2 separate regions of the Mus musculus genome follow, and region 2 is linked to region 1. A link is a contact called in public Hi-C data. All regions are on one chromosome and are shown on one strand. The core of a region is the stretch at or near the end of the contact, and the rest is flanking DNA. Distances in the headings are between cores, read along the strand shown. Region 1 holds the start of Ncoa5 (nuclear receptor coactivator 5). Region 2 overlaps Cd40 (CD40 antigen).

Region 1 (6,814 bases), core at 334-2,833:
AGTTAGTTTCTAGTTACAGCCCAAGAATGACTTCTTCCCACCAGCACGCATCTCAGTGTGCAGCTACACACTCTAGTGCAATTTCTTCTTAGTTTGAGCTCTATCTTTCTGCTAGCCTCTACTCTCCAAGAGGACAGAAGGTGCTAAGATGTGCTAAGATGGTGCCTAGCACGTAGATACATATCAAGTCACAGTGTCTTTTAAGCAATTATTTTATAATTAAAAAGTTTTGAGGCAGGGTCTCCCTTGCTGGCCTGCAATTCCTTATTTATAGGCTGGCCTTGACTGCACAGTGGTCTGTCTGCCTGCTTCTGTCTCCCGAGTGTTGTTATTAAATATGTATAGTGATACCGGGCGTCGTGGCACACGCCTTTAATCCCAGCACTTGGGAGGCAGAGGCAGGCGAATTTCTGAGTTCGAGGCCAGCCTGGTCTACAGAGTGAGTTCCCAAGGCTACACAGAGAAACCCTGTCTCGAAATACAAACAAATATATATATATATATACAGTGACATACCAGATGGCTTTTGTGTTTTAATGCGTGCGTGTGTGTGTGTGTGTGTGTGTGTCTGTGTCTGTGTGTGTGTGTGTGTGTGTGTACATGGGGTTGAACTCAGGTCATCAGACTAGGCAGCACACACTTTTGTCCCCAGAATCACCTTACCAGCCACGCTTTGAGGTCTTTGTAGCAAATGTACAAGAAACAGTGAGTCAACTAGCAGAATGAATATAGGATCCGATGTTTAAAGAAACTGGGCTTCTCACAGTGTTCAAATCCCACAGTCACCAGTTTAGTTGGCCTGTATTGTTCAGGAGGAAGACGAGGCCCTACGGCATTTGAGGCACGAGGCGATTCATGTAGCCGGAGCTTTGATTCATGGAGAGCATTTACAACTGTAAATTCCAGTCCCTGTGACAAACTCTAGATTAAAAGGGGGGAGGGGGGACCCACACCTTTTTTACATGCTTCGTGGTCGACAGTAACGTTGAAGTCAATTTTTGACCTTGAATATTTCTCAAAGAAATATCTCAAGAAAAAAACCGTAATATATCTCCAGGAGCCTCTTGGCTCCTAGAGACAGCTAGGCAACTAATAGGATCCACAATGTATTTAAATGCAAATTTAAACCCAGCTTTTTCTTCACCTCTCTGCTCTCTTTGTTCCTTGTGATCAGGTTTGGGCACTGCACATTTTCCATCTACAAATGCTTGGCCTTTCGGGGCTTTAAGTTTTACAGGGATGAAAGTACTGGGGGACTTGTTCTTGTTACACAGTTATGGATGAGGAAAGGGGATCTGGAAAAGGGAAAAGCCAGACAGCAGTCCTGCGCGGGGCGCAGGCGTGGAGCGGGTCCTCCACTGAGACCCCGTTACTAGGCAACCGCTGGCGTTCTCAACCGCCGCCCCAGAACCACCGCCTCGCCCCCGTCGCCAAGGAGATGGACGCCTCAGCTCAGCCCTGCCGTAAACCCGCAGGCTCTTTACGACACTGCCGCGGCCGCCGCTGCGTGCGCGCCCTCTGCCCCTACCTCCACACTCCGCCCCGGCCGCCATTGCCTCGTGCCCGCGCTAGTCGGTTGGTGGCGCCTTTGTCCTACGGCGGGCAGGTGGGCAGAGGCCGAGGCGGCAGCGGCGGGCCTGAGGCGGAGGAGCGGCGGGGAGGCGGCCACGCCGGTAGCGGTGAGTGCCGGGGAGCGGTGGCCGTCCGCCGAGGCGTAGTACTGATGGGCAGGCGGTTGGGGGGGCGACGGGGACGCTGAGGCGGGAGGGCCCGTTCGACGCGCGGCCTGCTCTCCGGGCACGCGCGAGGCTGCGCATGCCCCGGAGCGGGGCGCGGCTGCCTCCGGCTCCGGTCCGGTCCGGTCCGGTCCGGCCCAGACCCGAGTCTGGCGGACCCAAGTAGGCGAGCGAGCGACTGACCGTGCGCTGAGGTGGGCACCGCGGCCCGTTTCGGTCGCAAGCTGCTGAGGCTTCTTTGTAGGATCGAGCACGCCCTGCACTCGAGAGTCTGTGAAGTCGCTCGCCCGGGGCTTTGGTGGGCGAGGGGAGCTCTTGTGAGTCAGTGGCACTGGAGGGCTTCGAACCCGGGTCCAGGATACCGGTCTCGGCGGCGGTGTCCAGGCGCCAAGCAGCCTAGGGAGCGCTGTCGCCCTGGGCGTATTCTCGAGATGTCAACTTGTGTGACAGCTCGCCCATTCTATGGACGTGGACCCTAGGCCCGGAGAACCGGGCGAGAGAAATTGTGCCGGAGGTTCGTACGGACACGGCGCCGGAACCTACTGGCTTCCCAGGGCCCTTCCCGCACCCCGGTAGCGGGTCAGGGGCTTTGCTTAGGACCACGTCTCCCCAGCTTCCGTCCCTCGCGCTGCACCTTTACAAGTCCGCCTACATCTGTACTAGATACCAAATGTTAAATGTTTTTCTTTAAACTGACTCTGACCCTCCCTCCTTAAATGCATTTGTTTAAGGCGGAAATTTTGAACCCCAAACGGTATAATGGAAAGCCAGTTATTTCTCTAACGCTCATAAAAAAAATAAATACCTGTCTATTAAAATAAACACTTGTGTCCTTGTTCCTCCTGAAGTTGTGCGCTCCAGGCTTTGGGAACCGCTGCCCTTGGAGTACGGGGTTAATTGTCATGTTATGTCTTTCACTGTATATGGAATTTTTCCCCCTGCGGCATTCCAGCTCCCATTGCAATGTCCCGGGGTGTCCCGGGATCTTCAGGGTGATGATAAATATTCTGAGCTTTCTCATTGTAAAAGGTTGTCCTTTAGAAGCGCTAATCTCAGGAGCTGCAAGAACCATCCCTCAGATGTACTGGGTGTGTTTCCTCGCTTTCTTACAGTATTGTGGTGTGGTAGCCACCTTGAAAGTTCATGAAAGGATGCTTCTGCAAACCCTGATGTGGCTTTTGACCACAGAACACTTAAACTTGTATCTGTCTGAGTGTGAAAAAGCAACTTTGTATCAACATTTTGGAACAAGGCTCTAGTTTTGCCTTGTGGGGATTGGAGACCACTTGACTGATGGTTAGCGTGCATGCCTGCCTTCCTTTTGGTTTGTCTCTTCCATTTAGCTCGTCTTTCCTCTTTCATATATTTTTTGAGCCCCTAGACATGCATTAGTCTCTACCGAAACATAGGAGACTGCTTCTCCTTGTATAATGTGCTAGCAAAACAACCACATTGCAAGACTAAATGGAAGGTATTTTTCTAGATATCAGCAGTTTCATGTCCCATTAGCTATCTGATCATAAATTCAGTTTTTAAAAAGTGTGAGAGCAGATTTACTTTATTTTCTGAAAGGAAATTCAGAAAAGCCAACTTGGACCATTCCAGATACCCCAGCACCAAGGGCTGTATGACAAGAAGTCTGTATTTTGGGGGGCTGACCTCAGGTTGAGCACAGAATAGAACTAAACATAAGATCATCCATTGGTCCCAAACTTCTCAGGAGCAATAATGTACAAAGAAGCAAGGGAAATTTGATTTGACTTGGAAGTCCCATTTCCGAACATCAGCAAGTGGAGCCTCATCTACCAGTGCCCCAAGCTAAATAAACAATGCTTTGCTCTGAAACTTTATTGTAAATAACTATTCCAGGCATTCCATGCCTGCGGCCTGCAGATGGCAGTGCCTTTAAAAGCTTCCTGCACTGTGAGAACTGAATTCACCTGTGCATTTAAGAATGGAAAACCTTTTACAAAAAGGAAACCTTTGGAATGTGCCCTTCAGTTTTCTTCAGGTTTTGACTCCCCACGTGACAAATGTTGTCTCTGTTTCTAAACTCACCATTGGTGCTTAGTTGCAAAGGGAATCCTCAGCTAGCAGTGCACATGGTAAATACTACTCTTTTGTTCTCTAAGTTGGTTTGTAAGATGGGTGCATTGGTGGTGTTATATGTGTTACAAAGTTTTGTGCATATACAGAAATGAGAGCTCAGTAAAATTGAAAATTTCTTGCCCAAGAACACGTTCAAGATATTGTTGGAGATGAAAGATTTCAAAAGAAAAAGTAGCTATGTTGTATAGTATCCACAGTACAGGAGTTCTGAGGCTTCTTTGTATGCTAACCTCATGCAAGTATGTCGCAGAGATGACAGCAATCTCATTATGACTTTCCCTTTGTCTTCCCATGAACTCTTCCAGTTCAATGTTCCCCCAAAGAAGAATTCTTTCTACTCTATTGCTTCCTGTGTTTTATGAATGATTAGTCTTTGAGGCTAATACTTTTAAAGCTCTCTTTAAAAGTATTTTTAACAAATGTTTTGTGTGTGTGTGTGTGTTAAAAGATTTGTTCTATGAACAGCATATACTGTTGGCTAGACTATTCTGCTTAAACAGAGTTTAAACTGTCAGATAGCTAAAAGAGCAGTGCCCAATGGGAGATGATCCTCTGTTACTCTCACTGATAGACATTTTAATGAAAGGTAAGGGTAATAAGGCAGTAAGTACCAGGGTTCCAATAGCCTGTTTATTCCTTCAGCTTATGCAGTATAACATACAGTTAGGCCCTTTATTTGGAAGTCTCCCTAAATCCTGTTCAGCTAGAAATAACCCACAAACATTAACTGTCAGAAAGAAAATGATGTGACAGTAGCTAAAACATGGAAACACACAATCCCTGAAAACTGTAAAGTGTAATCACACTGTGACTTCCATAAGAAATAGGACCATCAGCACAGATTTCCAGAGGCCTAAGTTAGTTAACTACATAGTTATGGGCTCTCTGGTCCACATCCTAGACGATCTGATGGCTTTCCTTTAATATACTGTTGTGGGTCATCCAGATGCTGTTTGTATTCTGATGTTAATTCTGCTTCCCCAAGGGGTTGCCTCTGAGAGCAGCCCATCAAGTGATCTCCTGTGAGCCTTCTCTCCATTTGAACTGGTCAGTAAACACCTGTGATTGGGCAGGTAGAAGAGGATGAGAGGGAAAGGAGAGGGGACTGAAGAAGAAGAGGAGGAGGAGGAGGAGGAGGAGGAAGAAGCCATGATGGACCAGAACCACTTGGCCAGGAGAAACTGCAAGTAGCAAAGTGTCTTATAGCTGGGGAATAAGTTAGGCTAGTATTAGATCTGCCCAATCTAGGCTTATAGCATATAATTATAATAATTGGATTGTGTGTTTTTATATGGGCTTATTGGAGTTGGAAATTCCAGCAACAAACTGAGTTTATTGTTTTTGAAGCATGTTATCCAGCTCTCTGGCAATGAAGTGCAGACTGCTAACTCTCCAAGCCATAGCTAGGAGTTATTGCTTTGTTACTGGGGTCCTCTTTGAAGCATTTTGTTCTACTATCTAAATGCAACTTTTGGGAAAAAATTAAAATGGCCACATATCTACTTTCACATCCACACTGATAAATCAAAGTGGAGTAAATCTGAAGTTATCAAACAGACATTGGGATCTTTGTAGACATTCCTTGTTAGGAAAAGGCATTTTTCTGAATGTAAAGAGTTAGTTATCAAAAGGTCCACAGGCATTCTAAATATTTCATATTCTCTCTAGTTTAGACTATACTACAACTTAGTCAAAAAGCCAAGGAGAATCTAGTTTAAACTACTAAGCTGATGCCATTTTTTTGTTTCGGCTTTTCAAAACAGGATTTCTCTGTGTAGCCCTGGCTGTTCTGGAACTGACCCTGTATGCCAGGCTGGCCTTGAACTCACCAAGATCCTCCTGCTTCTGCCTCTGAAGTTCCATGATTAAGGGTGTGGGCCACCACTGCTAAATCATTTTTATAATTAAGAGCTTTTGGAGGCAAGTACAAGCATAAACCAGCAGTTGTCACTATCAGTTAGTGATCCTGGCTGTGACTAGGTTTCTTTCTGACAGGTGATGTTTATTATTTCTATTTGAATAGGGATTAGAGGGAAACTTGTAAGTGGAAGGTCTAACCATATGTTGTACTGTGTAGCTAGAGGAATGTATAGGTAACAGACTAGTACTTCCAAAATATTGTTGAAAGTCTTCTAAGAATTTAGTTAAACTATGGAAGAGTGGTCCCAACAGATGCTGTAAACTTAAGACAGGGCCTAAGAATCTGATTTTTAATGAACTTTCTAGGAGGTACTAACACATCATCATTAAAGCAGTGTGACAGAGAACTTTATGTCTTGTTTCATGGACATAGAGTTTTGGTTTTTTTTTTTTTTTTTTTTTTTTTTAAAGATTTATTTATTTATTTATTATATGTAAGTACACTGTAGCTGTCTTCAGACACTCCAGAAGAGGGCATCAGATCTTGTTATGGATGGTTGTGAGCCACCATGTGGTTGCTGGGATTTGAACTCCGGACCTTTGGAAGAGCAGTCGGGTGCTCTTACCCACTGAGCCACCTCACCAGCCCGAGTTTTGGTTTTTTAAGATGAAAAAGTTGTGAGAATCTCCTGTCTGACTGGAGTGTATTTGTGCCTGCTCAGGTGTCCACTTAGGAGGAGTGGCTTGAGTAAAAATGTTAAGAAAATGAAGAATAGTTGACAGTTTTCTTTATGAACAGTGAACTAAACTGATGGCTGTTAAGGTATTAGAAGCCTGGCTAAAGAGAAACTCAGTGGCTGATGTCATTTTGACTATTAGATTGTTTTATTTTCTATTATTAAAGGTAAAAATCATAATCTTTTGAAATTTTCTGTACCTCTTTTCTTTCACTGTTAAGTCAATGAACCCTAAAGAAGGGTACATATAGCAAACACAGTAGAATATTCTTTTTATCAAGAAGACACAGACACAGAGAAATCAAGTGATTTAATTCCTTATTTTAGGGCTACAGCAAAGATCTAGGTCAAAGAGGAAAAGGGACTCACTAG
Region 2 (6,189 bases), core at 428-2,927, 40 kb before region 1:
ACAGACCCAGATCGACACATCCGCAGGGCAAGAGACAGAAGGCCTGGTGCTGAAGAGGAAGCACAGACCCAGCCCACTGCCCCTGGGGCAACACCTGCTGGGTTGCCAGCAGGTGATCTTTCTAGAATTCTTATTTTACCACACGACTAGTTTCAGAAAAGCCTCCTTCAGGAAGGACCTCCCCACCCCAAACTGCAGCACGATTCCCCACCCCCTTTTTAAATTAAAACTGCATCTCCCCACCCCGGCGGGTGGGTTTGTAATTTTCTATGCCCGGCTGACTCCAGGGGAGAGCAATCCTCCTCCGGGGCACAGCCTTTAATAACTTCTGCTGCCCAAGGAACCTACTGCAAGCCTGAGTCTGCGAGAGGGCATCTGTGTGCGCACACCTGGAGAAGGGCCACCTCAGGCTACGTTGTACCTAGTAGGGCTGCCCAAAAGCAGTGTCCAAGTCTTGGGTTGCAGTGCCTTGGGCCCAGGTCATTGTGTAACAACTTCAGCCAAAGCCCCTAGGGCTTCATCCAACCTCCTGAATGGCAGAGGATGAAGACGGTGTGCTTAGAACACGCTACCTGACCTGCTCATGTTCCTGTCAGGACTATATATATATATATATATATATAGTGTGTGTGTGTGTGTGTGTGTGTGTGCGCGCGCCAAGCAAAGGATTGAATACATTGAGATTCCCTGTCTTTCCATCCTAAACCCTCCATATTAACAAGACCTTCAAACTATAAAATTAGCTGCATTTGCGTGTTGGGAAACAACGCAGAACCCTCTCATTCCCCCCTGAGAAGCACCTTTAAGAGCCAATAGACTTTGCCCCAGGGAAGGGATCTTGGCCCAGGTGGCCTCATCTTTTCTAGTCTCCAGACCTACATCCTCGACCGCTTAGTTGCCCAGCTCAGACCCCCGTTTGTCCCAGTCTTGATGGGAACGAACTTAGATCTAGATCTCAGCTCTAATCCGAACAAGTTGTTTGGCCTCTAAGCCCCATCTGTGAAATGGGTGCAGTACGATCCCACACCTCAGATGAGTGTTCAGACTGAGACTGCCTGTTAAGTTCTAATCAGAACTGAGGAGTGAGGAAGGCAGGAGGACAGGCCTCATTTCCAAAGCATGGGCCCTGTGCAGAGCCAGCTCAAAGCAGAGCTATCATCACCTAGGACTGTCAAGCAGCCAGCAAGGACTTTAGAGTGTTACCTTGCTGCCACCTGCTGGCCACTATCAGCATCACAGGCACCCCTCCATCTCTGCCACCCCAACACCTGCTGGTCCTCCCTTTAACATTCAGGCTGGACAGGAAGGATCCTTAGAAAACCAGTCATTCATTCATCAGGGATGTGTGGCAGAAGCCCATACTGTAGGGAACTCCCGGCATCACAGACAGCTCATGTTAAGCTGCTGTAGAACCAGAGCATGCCCACCTCTTCCCTCTGGGAGGGATGCTAAAAGATACAAAAGTTACTTTGCTATGCTTGGCTCTGCAGACTTTCGGAAGAAACTTCCAGAAGCCGACCAGAGACATGAATGGAAGCAGACAGTGAGTCAGGGAGTTGAGCCAGGGAACACGTTGAACCGAGAAAGTGACAGACAAAAAGCAGCAGGACCATGCGCAGGCTGTGGGCGTGTGAGGTTACATCACTCTAGGGAAACGGGGTGTGGTCACCCCTCAGGGATAGGAGGCAGCTCAGCTGACATAGTGTTTGCCTGACATGCATAAAGCCTCAGGTTTAGTCCCTTGAACTGCACTGAACTGTTTCTGGTGGCTCATGCTGATAACCCCAGCACTGGAGGGTCAGCTTGCCCTCCTCTGCCGTGTGGTGAGTTTCAGGCCAGCCTGGCGTGCATAAGACACTATCTCAATTAGCTGGACTGATAGTGTGTGCTCCTGGGCACTCACTCTCCTAGCTGTTCCCAGCCTGGCCTGCAGCCACCACAGCCACAAAAGTATCCAGGATGGGGGAAGCCCCAACCATTAATCCCAAAGCCAACAGGAAACCCACTGCTTACACAGCAATGTGAGCCAAGGGCAACTGTACTCAGAGTGTGTTCTCTGATCCTGCAGTATCAGGACCACCTGGGGAACTTGCTGGAAATGCAAATTCTTGGTCCTGGTCCCAGATCTGAGCCAGAAACATGGGAGGTGCGGCCCAGCAATCTGTCTCTCGGCAACCCTCACAGTTGGTCACTTTGTTCCTTCAAATCCAAGAACCTGTAACCTGGAGGAGAGTCTGGAAGCCACCACCGCCACCAGCACCTGCCGCGAGGGTGTGACAGCTGCCCTCTAACAGAGGCAAAGGTGGCAGTGACTGGCCCAAGATCACTCAGGTAACAGGTGGGAGATGAGTCTTTTGCCTCTATCCAACACACATGCATGTGTACGCGCACGCGCGCGCGCGCGCGCGCACACACACACACACACACACACACACACACACACACACCCTGCCATGGAAGTTAGCGCCACCAACATTTGGGCTCTAGGCAGGGGATGAGTATTAGACCCTAAAGTTCTCCTCCCCCTCTGTCATACTTCCCTCTGCTTTCTAAACTGAAGCTTCCACCTGGTGCCACCAAATGGCCCTGGAAGCTCTTCTGGGAAGACTGCCAAAGCCAGGTGTCCTTCTCTTGGCTTTCAGCTGCACCCTCGTCCCTCAGCATCCCCGGCTTCCATCAGGACCAGCCACTGCCAGCTCCACCCTCTAAGCAGTGGGATCCAAACATCCTGAGACCCACGGGTTAAACCTCAGTAGGAGTCTTGCGGGAACCCTCTTTCAGGCACGTCTCCTCCTTCCCCTCCTTGTCCCCCGGCCTTCCTTCCCTCCCCTCTGCTCCCACTCCATCTGCCGCTCCTCCTGGCTAGGCTCCCCTACAGTTGGCACAGCAGGAAAAGAGAACAGGATGGTCTATTTTTATCCCGAGATGTTGTCGTGGGGCAGGAGAGGGACCCAGGATCTCCCTGAAAGCTGTCGCCCACCATGCCTAGGTTCTGGAAAGCAGAGAGCCAGATCTTGGAGCAGCTTGGAGATGAGAGTTCATGGGCCACTGCACAGCCCTGTGTCACCGATGGCAAGTCACTCCACCTCTTTTTACCCATTTGCACCCCTGCAAAACAGCGAGGCACACCGACCCTGCCTGCCCTGCAAGGCTGCTTCTGTGTACCTGAAGCCTTGCAAGCTTGCTGCTGGTTGTGAGCACACAGGCAAAACTCCCTGGAGACACAGCAGTCTGGGGACACTCTTACTTAAGCTCAGAAAAGATCCTAATTCTTTCAACCTAACAGCAAACCCAGCATGTCCACCCTTCATCTCCTTTGTACATGTTTGATGGTTTTTTAAAATTACATAATCATTATATGAATCTTCTGTTCTCTTGGAAAAATAATGAAGCATTATTGGAAACACAACACTCCCACCCACCCACTTCAGACCACACCATTCTTTTTTTAAAAAAGATAGTTCGTTTATATTATGTGTACAAGTGTTCCACCTGTGTGGACAGTGCACACATGATACACATATGCCCTGTGTGAGGGCTGGAAACTAAACCCAGAGCCTTCGCAGGAGCTGCTGCTCCTAGCCCTGACCCATCTCGCTAGACCACTGTCAAAGTTGGGATTTTCAATGCTTTGTTTTACCCACACAGGCATTCATGGTATCTTAGCTTTCCTTCCATATCTATACATACTGTATTCAAATATAATATGCAGCCTGCTTACATACTGTCATATCGTATATAAAAACTGTTTGAAGGATGTGTGGCTTTGTGTGTATGGTTCGGGTTGTTGGGAGAAGTTGTTGCTCTTTAATGTTTGTTTTTGAGACAGTATCATTGTGATGGTTTGTAAATGCTAGGCCCAGGGAGTGGCACTATTAGGATGTGTGGCCTTGTTGGAGTAGGTGTGTCACTGTGGGTGTGGGCTTTAAGACCCTCACCCTAGCTGTCTGGAAGTCAGCTTCAGCCTAGCAGCCTTCAGATGAAGATATAGAACTCTCAGGTCCTCCTGCACCATGCCTGCCTGGATGCTGCCATGTTCCTGCCTTGAGGATAATGGACTGAACCTCTGAACCTGTAAGCCAGCCCCAATTAAATGTTGTCCTTTTAAGAGTTGCCTTGCTCATGGTGTCTGTTTACAGCAATAAAACCCCAACTAAGACAATCATGTAGCCCAGGCTGACCTTGAGTTAACTATATATCCAAGGCTAGCCTTGAACTCCTAGTCCTCTTCCTCCTGAGTGCTAGGGTTACAGGCATGCACCACTGTTGAGGTTTGATCTTGCTCTGTATTGTAATGGGTTTGTGGCCCCAAGACCTGGAGTCTGTACTGTAGACAACCCCCCCAAGTGACCCCAAGTTATTTCTGATTGGTAAATAAAGATGCCAGCAGCCAATAGCTAGACAGAAGAGACATAGGTGGGGCTTAGTATTCCTGGGCTTGGCGTTAGAAGAGAACCAAGAGAGAGAAGAGGTGAATGGAGGAAAGAGAAGCCACCATGGATTAGGAGAGTTTAAGAGAACATGGACCTGGGGCTGGCCAATAGGAGATAAGAGCAGCCCCGATGAAACATAGTAAGTAGTAAGTAATAACTGGGGGTTATCAATAGGAAAGTAGATTCAAATAGCATACAGGGTAGGCAGGTGCCCAGTTCTTGTGCTGTTTAAGGCTTATTGTAAATATAAAGGTTGAGTGTGTCTTTTATTCAAGAACTAAATGGTAACACACAGGTAGAAACCCCAGGGCGGGATTAAATAATTTCTACAATACACCACCACATCCATTTTAGGATATGTGCACATGTGCACACACGGGGTACATTACCACAGAGCACACATGGAGGTCAAATGACAACCCTCTGGATTTGGTTCTCTCCCTTTTACCATGAAGTCCCAGGGATCAAAATCAGGTAACCGGGTTTGGGCAGCAAGCTCCTTTACTCACAAAAGCCATCTTACCTGCCTTGGAATGTGTTTTAAAAGCTATTTCTCTACCCATCATTCTACTACCTGTTTTCTGCCCCACCTGCTAGAGTTTCTGAGATGTCATTGTATAAATAATTACAGATTTATTTAGCCAGTACCCTGCTGATGGGCAACCAGGTGCCCTCTAGCAGCACAAGCTGTGGGCCACGGACTCCTGTGTCCATGACTCCTTACAGTGAACGCCGCAGCAAGACGACTCTGGGTCCTGCACTGCTGCACTTGGTAGGTATCACTGTGGACCCCCGATGCCCGAGCTCTCCCTCCATCCTTAAAAAGCAAGTTGAGAAATGATAGGGGGCAGGCATGAGAGTTAGCTGCACTGGGCTCTGTCTTGGCTCATCTCAAACTTCAAAGGTCAGCAAGCAGTCCTCAGAGCCAGGCCCCTGCTCCCGAGCCGAGCCATCGCCTCCAAAGCAGTTCCAGGGTTCAGACCAGGGGCCTCAAGGCTATGCTGTCTGTCACCTGCCGCTCCTGCACTGAGATGCGACTCTCTTTACCATCCTCCTGTGTGACAGGCTGACACCCGTGCAGCGTCTCCTGCACTGGAGCAGCGGTGTTATGACCGGGATAATCTTCCATCTCCTGGGGATCTTGCCGTCGAGCCGCAGGGGGTAAGATCTGGGGAGTCAAGGTATAAGGTCCAATGTCACCTCTAGCCACAGAGCCACCCTGCCTCTGAGGAATAGAATCCCTCCTTCAAGTCCTTTCCAATGGGGTGGGAGGATGGGGGTGTACCAAAACTGATTTCTTGGATGCCTTCTGCCCCCTGCTGGACACATGAAATTTGGCAGGAAATTTCCAGAGCCACTGCAGACCAGCAGGAGAAACTGCCCCTTTGGTTCCACCTACTGGCCCCTGAAGGCGGGATCCACCCACCCCCACCCCCCACCCCCACCCCCCGCCGCCGACTCCCATCCCCAGCATTCAAGGCTGGAGGAAAGCACAGCCAGAGTTTCTCTGCCAGTGGTGCCCAGCTCTGCCCTAAGGGGAAGTAGTTGAGTAGGAGGAAGCGATGGAGACTGAGAGCAGGGCTGGGTGGGGGTGCGAGTAGCCCACCTATATGTTCCAGGGAACGGACCCTAAACCTGTTTGGGCATGTGTGTGCGCGCATGTGCGCGCGCGGAGTGTGGCGTGGTATTGGGTGTATGCTCATGGCGTAGAGGGTCCACACACCCATGTACACATTATTAGAGGCTAGAGGTCAAC

Evidence for each region. A called contact is a pair of places that touch in the nucleus more often than the background predicts.
Region 2: a Hi-C map of cerebral cortex shows a contact between it and region 1, with 2.4 times the contacts expected there. The contact joins the enhancer-like site here to the promoter of Ncoa5 in region 1. A contact is called at or near these places in 7 of 484 Hi-C or Micro-C datasets (B cells, the N1E-115 cell line, cerebellar granule neurons and 4 more), 5 of 115 datasets of contacts at active chromatin or transcription factors (bone marrow-derived dendritic cells, embryonic forebrain, embryonic stem cells and 1 more) and 3 of 9 other capture datasets (adipose tissue, embryonic stem cells and pancreatic islet).

The regions. Positions count from the first base shown.
Region 1 is chr2:165,029,548-165,036,361 of GRCm38.p6, reverse strand. It overlaps Ncoa5 (nuclear receptor coactivator 5), which reads left to right and starts at 1,583. Exons shown (of 8, transcript NM_144892.1): 1 at 1,583-1,679.
Region 2 is chr2:165,070,134-165,076,322 of GRCm38.p6, reverse strand. It overlaps Cd40 (CD40 antigen), which reads right to left. Exons shown (of 9, transcript NM_011611.2): 9 at 4,669-5,601. The coding sequence ends at 5,410. Among named protein-coding and RNA genes, the nearest start is that of 1700025C18Rik, 18 kb to the left of the region's middle. Within about 2 kb of position 1,677, at least 22 of the 459 cell types and tissues checked have an H3K27ac peak or open chromatin away from gene starts, as enhancers often do. A contact at or near this core is called in the N1E-115 cell line, cerebellar granule neurons, cerebral cortex and 2 more, where this site is marked.